Linked DNA regions of Zea mays: region 1 is linked to region 2. Evidence: chromatin contacts called from public Hi-C data. All regions are on one chromosome and are shown on one strand. Each heading gives the region's core, a stretch centred on a gene start, on an enhancer-like site or on the middle of the called end of the contact. The rest is flanking DNA. Distances are from core to core; before and after follow the strand shown.

Region 1 (3,949 bases), core at 344-2,843, 280 kb after region 2:
TGAAATCTTCATCTTCAACTCAGTAAAGTTGGTCAGTTCATCAAGCCTGTCCTGTGATGGGAATTGCATCAGGAAACCAAGATGACACTTAGCTGCTTTCCAGGGGCGTCCCCATGGGAAATGGAAGCTAAAATCCCTCTCCAGATCACCAGCAGACACCATACCCTCCACAATTTTGATTAATCCCAGCAGACTCCTCTTTGGTTTTTTGGAAATGTTCTTTCCAAACTGAGAAGAGTAAAACCCCAAACCATCTGCTGCCATTCCCACTAATGGCATAATAGGTTTGTTCAGTCTTGGCCACACACATTACGCAGTTACATTGGTCTCTTTCATGCAGATATCACACCACAAAGCCCTAGAACAATCTCTGGCATGATGACCTTCATCTCCACATTTTTGGCAAAAACAGGGGACAGCTTCCCTCTACCTCCAGCATCCCAGGGAGAGTCGGGGAATTAGGGTTACCTGGGGTATTCCTGTCACCAGATGATGATCCGATCACCTCTCCCTTAGATTTCAAATGTGGGGGTCGAAGTCGCCAACTCATATTGCGGTGTCTCCCCCCAAGCATTGGGTGGGTTCCTCGCCTCCTTAGGCCTTGTTCGTTTTCGTCGGATTACACCCGGAATCGTTCCAGCTAATCAAAGTTTATATAAATTAGAGAAGCAATCCGGTCCGGAATCGTTCCGACCCACCAATCCAGCAGAAACGAACAAGGCCTTAGAGTTCCACCGATCCCACTGTGTGGGTTTCAGCTTGGGCTCCATCTTCTCTGCAGTTTCACCAGCGAGCTCACCCCCTCCCCCTCCTGGCTGAGGACCAAAGTCGGGCGGGAGGAGTGGGATGGATCGCCACCCCCAGAGAAGCTCTCCCGCTTGTGGGTAGGCAGCGCCCACAGCGAAGCAAGAAGGGCGTACAACTGTTTTGGGGAACGAGCACCAATAAGATCAGGTGGAAACCCTACCTCGTTCGTCTTGTTGCCGGCCTTCTGGGCTGTAATCCACCCCTGGAGATGGAGCCCGAGCCGAGACTCCTTGGCAGCCCCTTCCCTAGGTTATCCGCTTTCACAGCCCAACCATGCTCTTCAGGTTTCCACGTACCAGGCCGACCCGCTTCTCTATTCCACCGGTTTTCCCCTGCCTTGCTCTTTTGCAGATTTGTCCAGGGAGATTGAGAATCTCTGCACGCCGGCTTCTGGGCTATGCGTGCGTGGGATGTGCTCAGCCGTAACGACCCGTCTCGAAATGTACCCGAGAGCCCCTGCAAGCCAGGTGGAGGAAGAGGTGGCGGGGGAGGGAGGGGCGCGGGAAGGAGGGGCGTCGGGGGAGAGAGGGGCGCAGGCAACATCAGCTGACCTGGTGTGTGCTCGTCACCGGCGAGTGGCGAAGGTCCCGGCGAAGCCCTCGGCACGTGGCGCGGGGTGGGGGTGGCGGTCGCCAGACGTCGCGCTGACCTGACGGTGTCCCCCGGGGATTGACCTCATATGTCCCTCCGTCTTTTTTTAAAAAAATTGATTATATCCCTTCTCCATGTAAAGATAGTCTACAATCGAATTTTACACCTGCACGGCATCCACTGGTTCGTAACGTTCGACGCAGTGTCTCTTCTATTAACCTGCGAGCACGCGTGGCGCCGGCGAGGCCACACGCAGCCCACCAGTAAGCCGCCACCGCCATGCGGCTCCCCTCCGGCGCACGCCTCGCGCTCCTGCTCGTCCGCCGCTCCCTCTCCTCCGCGTCCTCCTCCGCCGCCGCCCCCGCATCCCGCCTCTCGCGCGCGCACAGAGGTGAGCCCCGACAGACCCCACCCCACTAGGTCCTCGATTCTCCCGGTTCCTCGGGCGGGCCTCGCCTGGTCGCCCCGTGTTCCTCGGGCGCGCAAGCGATGATGCTGAGGCCGCCCGCGTTAGCGTGCTGCAAACTCTACATCTCCGAGGCCCGCAACTCGGGGGCGTTGCGTGCCATCGAGCACGCGGCGGCGGCGCTCCGCCCGTTGGCCGTGCTCGTCAACACCTTCGCCGACGACGCCTACAACCGGGTCGGGTACACGCTCGTGTCCCCCCTCGCGGGCGGCGCCGCCTCGCCGCCGCTGCGCTGCGCGGCGTTCCGCGTGGTCGCGGCCGCGATCGAGGCCGTCGACCTGGACGCCCACGCCGGCGCGCACCCGCGCCTCGGCGTCGTCGACCACATCGCCTTCCACCCTCTGGCCAGCGCCCGCCTCGAGGACGTCACCGCGCTCGCCAGGGCCGTGGCGGCGGACATCGGAGACAGGCTTCAAGGTCCGTTACCATTCATCCCTCCCAGACGCGAATTTACTGGAACCGGTAATTTTTTATAAAAAAATGATAATTAGAGTCTGATCTGATGGATTTGGCCTTGGTGCTCATCGTGCATCCCAACGTACGTACGTAGCAGTGCCGACGTACCTGTACGGCGCAGCTCACAGAGACGGCAGGACGCTGGCGTCCATCAGGAGGCAGCTGGGCTACTTCACGCCGACCTCCCCCGGCGGCGAGCAGTGGCACGGCGCGCCGGACTCGCTGCTGCCGGTGGCCCCGGACGCCGGGCCCCGGACGTCGTCCGCGTCCAATGGCGTGGTGGTGGTGGGCGCCACGCCGTGGGTGGACAACTACAACGTGCCCCTGGCCACGGCCGACGTCAGCGTCGCGAGGCGCATCGCGCGCGCGGTCAGCGAGCGCGGCGGCGGGCTCGCGTGCGTGCAGGCCATGGGGCTCGCGCACGGCGACGGCGCCACCGAGGTCGCCTGCAACCTACTTCACCCGGACGCGGTGGGCGCCGACCAGGTGCAGGAGAGGGTGAGCCGGCTCGCCGCCGGCCTCGGGGTCGGCGTCGGCCAGGGGTACTTCACCGACTTCTCGCGGGAGAAGGTCGTCGAGCTGTACTTGCAGGCCGCTCAAGCTGCCTGAGGCTTCTCGGCAGTGATAGATTGTTTATTGTTCAGAAAGCAGGGTAATGGAATAATCTACTACTGTGTATCTAGGAATCCAGCAGTTGTCAGCCATGGCACAAAAAAAAAAGTTGAGCTGCGAACAGTATGCAACCATCTCAATCTGGTATTCATAGCAATTATATATTGCCACAAAGAAAAAAGACTAGAGATTATACTACGTTGCAAGCCAGGTCCTTCCAAATCTCCAAGTAGCTGTAATTACAGAATACAATACGTCCAAGCTGAGCACATAGAAACGATACTCTAGACTGCAGGTAAAGTGAGATTGCCAATTTAATACAGGTGATACTAGGTGATCCTTGAATTCCAGAGCTGAAACCACCTGGGACTTGTTGCTGTGGTCTTTTTTATGATTTTATCGCACAGTTCATCGCTGGTTCTCCCTCCTGCGTGCGTAGCGGGTTCTGTCATTGTACCTCGGCCTGTCTGCTGCCCTCTGCGGCACGGGCTCCACCCTCCTCTGCCTCTCGGGAGTCCTCTGAACAATCTCACCGTTGACGAAGAGTTCAGCTGCCAGACAAAGGTGATGAGGGGCATTAGCACTTTTTTCCCCAAAATAAAGCAATTGTTCATAGTAACAGTTGTTTCATTTCATCCACGCTGATCTGTGTCCCCCCTTTCAAAGAGGTGCAGAACCGTTAAGAGAGGCCGATGTTGTTAGTCCATTGGCATTCAAAAGCAAGACATTGCCAGGATGATGTGGTTAATAACCGTAACAGACAGAACTACCGATGACAAACAGATAAATGCATTAACACACTGCAAGTAAAAATGCACAACTGCTGTAAACAGATGTCTCACTCCTACTGATCTGAGCCCCATTTCATTGAAACACAGAACCGATAGACATTGCCCACTAGGCTCCGTGCTTTACCAAGATGGACTAGTAAGTCCAGTGTGGTTGTGACTGGACGCTGGTTCAACACTTGAAGACAAAACATATAGAAGTCCCGTCTCTAGATTGGGCATGTAATGA
Region 2 (4,114 bases), core at 640-3,139:
CTCACATTCCGCTCGACGGCCTAAATGACATCTCCGCTAGGCTCCAGGACACACCCCACGGATTTATCCATGACTCCACTCCACATCTGCCTGTGCTCCAAACCCCGACGACACTCATGGCACCCAGCGCTGCCTGCCTGTGGTCGGTGTTCCAGACCCCATGCCTCTGCTCCACAGCCCACCACTGCCCCTAGCTCCAATTTCCTCCTTTCTACATCCGCACGATCTGCTCATGCACCGTACTCCACCATCTTGTCTACCTCATCCACCACATCAGCACCATGCAAGTTGCTGTGTTTGCCATCATACTATCATAGTACAGAGGCATCCTGCACGTCATCCTGTGCTATCTCACCCACACCATCGTCGCCGCTATCAAAGAGGACACCATCAGTCCTGTCAGCTATATCTGTAACCTTTTGGTGAAACAATGAGATGATGATCTGAAGATTGATTAATCAGTAAACTCTGGCATGCCATTTCCTTTGCAAGCAAAAGAAATATTTTAAATGAAAGAAATGATATATTGTACTATATTCGGCCACTCGGGTTCATTTAATCAATTGCTTTAGCTTGCGGGGTGACTTTCCATAAGTAAAACTGATTCAGATGAACATACTTTTCCTAACTCTAGGAAAACATTCTTCGGAATCTGATAAGTTAGCCAACATGAGTTTTGTGTAATTTGCAAGGAAAAGAAATGGCTACTTAAGTTACAGAATAATTTGCAAAGGAAAGGAATGGCTGGTTTATTTCTCATGATTCCAAAACATGAGTTAAATGATTTTTTGTACCTGGACAGTAGTTCAGAAGCATGTAATGGTAATGTCACAGGCATGTGCAGGGTTAATTTGAATTTCTAGAAGAACAAGCATGTAATGGTAATCTCGATTTATTCAGTACTTTTTCCAGTTTGTTTGTTCTAGCGAATTTAACCTTATCTGAAGTGTATATGCACTCTGTTCGAAATGCATATCTATTAACTCTTTCCAGTTTTTTCTGCTACCTTTTGGTGTCAGTGAACTAAATAAGAAAGATATTGTAGTTGTCAGCTGTGGGGTCAGCAAAAAAAACATGGTACTGGGAAGTAGTAACAAATAAAATTGCATCAGCTAATGTCTTTGAAACTACAAACAGATTGTTCATTGGTGGCAGATTAAACGCCTTCTGTCCTAAGACATGATTCTTCATTGATGCCAAATTAAATGCCTTCTGTCTTAACCAATTGCTCTTAATAAGAAGAAACAAAAGCTGAATGAAATCCTTAAAATTATGTGGTACCTTATTAGGTTGTCAAATCCCCTATTGGCTATCCAGTAACAAAAAAATCTATTACAGTTTTGACCCGACCCACATGGCTATGTCAAACCGAAAATTACATAGCACCCGCTTGAAATCAGTCTTGCTAATCACATAAGTAACCATATAAATATGCCCCTGTGGACAACAAACTGCGACTCACCAAAAAAATCTGCCCCCAAATCTAGGGTTCGTAATGATCGCGGGCGGCAGACCAATCCCCCACGGATGTATCAACCAGATCCACGCTAAATACCATCAATCTACCGCCGGAGCAGGCGAAACAAGCGGGGGGGGGGGGGGGGGGGGGGGCTGAGGGAAGTACCTTGCCGCCCAAGAGGAAGATACCGGCGAGGCCGGCGGTGGCGACGCCGCCCCAAATGACGACTGTGGACGAGAGCAGCGACCAGTTGCGGTAGATCATTTTCGCCTTCCTCGGGTTCCTCTCCCGTCCCTTGCTTCGCAAATCGCTACGGCGGTCCTCGTCGATGCAGCTGGAGTGCTGGAGGACGGATGTGGACGGAGATGAGACCGAAATGTTTTTATTTTAGACCATTTTTGTTAAAAAAACCACGTTTAGACCTAGACGATTTAATATCGTTTTTTTTACCCTTTGTGCAATGCTATAGCCCGTGACGTCGAGTTAACTGCGGCGCTGGCGAGTGAGGGCTGACGTGGCCCCTAGATCTGGGGTTGAGCTAGACAATACATGTCATCGTCCTTCTCTTCTATGCACCTATTTCCATTCCTATCGCGTTATCCCGGCTTGTCCCTCACCGCGGCCTCTAGTCGCCTCCACCCTTCCTCCTCCGCGCGCGTCGCCACCCGAACACCACCGCCTCGGCCCGTCCCTCGTCGCTGCCCCAAGCCACATCCGCCCTTCCTCATCTCGTGCGTATCACCACCTGTCCGTCACCGCCCCGAGGCGCCTCCTCGGGCATCGTTCGTCCTCCGTCGCGGCCACACGACGTCGGTGGACACCGCCGCGCCCCTATGGTACGTGCTCCACCTCCTCTGTCTCGTCCAATATAATTAGTACATTGTTTAGCATATGGTTAGTATTTCTGTGTTGCTAGCATATGTTTAGCATGTTGTTTAGCACATTGTTTAGTATATGGAGGAAATTTAGTGAGTATATAGTTAGTATATGGTTAGCATATTGTTTAGCTAACCATATAATTAGTGATTATATAGTTAATACATTGCTAGTATATGTTTAGCGTATGGTTAGTATATTGGATGAAGGAAAGTTAGTGAGTATATAGTTAGCATATGTTTAGCATATTGTTTAGCACATTGTTTAGCATATGGTTAGCATATTGTTTAGTATGTAGCTAACGTGTAGTTTTCTGTGTTGGTTAGTGTGCATGGCACTCATCGTGATGTTGTTTCTTTGCAGGTTTTAGAAATCTCCCCGTATAGGGGAGGTGCTGCCGAATTTTTTACTGATAGTACTATATTTTTTGTACATAGGAATCCGTCTGACTCAACCTTCGCCACCGGTAACTTGACTCATTCGTGATCTCAAATATACCTTGTTTCGTACATTATTCGTAGGTTATGTAATTCTGCTTGTTGTGGTCATTTAATAGTTAGTACATAGCTATTAGTTAGTAAATAGCTATTACTTATTTATTACTTAATAAGTATTTAGGCATTAGTAGATTAGTAGATGGGGACAGTAATTAGTTAGATATTAGTTGATAGTGTTAGTGAGGTACCATCTTTAATGGATGTCTCAGGTTCTAGCACCTCAGGTTCGAGGAACGTCTACCTGTGAGGTCCCGCGAGTCTTCCTCATCGTCCCATACTTCGAGACAGACGGTCGCTGATTCGGCCAGATGGAGAGAGGCATGTAACTTTATGTTCTCCCTACTTGTTTTATATTATGTGTTTAAATTAATAATATAAACTAATACTTTTTATTTATCAGTTGGACCGGTTTTGGAAGGTTGTGGAGAATGTAGGGGGTCACGACCGCAACCCCAGTGGCATCCTCGACCTTCTGTGCAGGGAACACTTTCCTGGACTGGTTAAGTACGCCAGAGTGATGGGCCCAGCCTGCACCTTCGACCACTACGTCGTTGCCCCCGATGCAGTAGACCAGGACGGTAGGGAATTCAACAACAAGGCGGAGCGGGTGAATCAAGAGCTATGGGCAAGTCTTACTATAATGTAAAATATGTCGCATTCGTTGCACATTTTTGAAATAATGTATGAATACATCGTCTTTGTATGTAGGATTTCTTCATATGCGAGGCTGGATACGAGGCTAGGGCGGATGTGGTGGCCACCACGAGCTATAAGAGCTCGTCGTTGATATACACTACGAGGCATGAATACAGGCCATCGTCAGCTACCACGGCTCCACCCTTAGGGAGAAGGTGACTAAGCAGGAAGCCCGAACTATGTCGTTGACCAGGGACCAGTACTTGCAGGTAAATACAACACTTTAATATCCGTGATAAAAATTTTCCTTAATTTTATCTTCTGATATGCAATTCACCTGTTTACTTTGTAGATGATTCCTTATTGGTGCACTGCGCATCATCAGTGCTGGGAGCAGATGGTGGATAGGTGGTGCTCGCCTGAGTGGGACAAGGCGCAGAACGCTAGCCGGGAATGGCGTCTGATGATGCAAGGTCCCTCCCACCACCAAGGCAGCCGCAGCCTCGGCAAATATGCAGAAGCATGGGTACACCCTCTTTTTTATTTAGCTATATAACACAGGATTAGATATTATTTCTAACTATCTCGATGGTTTTCTTGCAGTCGACGTCACATGGTGACCAGCCTTGCTCCATCTTCTCGGCTT

Evidence for each region. A called contact is a pair of places that touch in the nucleus more often than the background predicts.
Region 1: a contact with region 2 is called in a Hi-C map of leaf, with 6 times the contacts expected there. The contact joins the promoter of LOC100281844 here to the promoter of LOC100500978 in region 2. A contact is called at or near these places in 3 of 25 Hi-C or Micro-C datasets (ear, leaf and tassel).

Annotation. Positions count from the first base shown.
Region 1 is chr9:27,531,879-27,535,827 of Zm-B73-REFERENCE-NAM-5.0, forward strand. It overlaps LOC100281844 (formiminotransferase-like), which reads left to right and starts at 1,594. Exons shown (of 2, transcript NM_001154764.2): 1 at 1,594-2,281; 2 at 2,418-3,024. The coding sequence starts at 1,888. The coding sequence ends at 2,929. LOC100283838 (DAG protein) reads right to left here. Exons shown (of 4, transcript NM_001156736.1): 4 at 3,058-3,483. The coding sequence ends at 3,341.
Region 2 is chr9:27,252,965-27,257,078 of Zm-B73-REFERENCE-NAM-5.0, forward strand. It overlaps LOC100500978, which reads right to left and starts at 1,890. Exons shown (of 2, transcript NM_001328382.1): 1 at 1,625-1,890. The coding sequence starts at 1,723.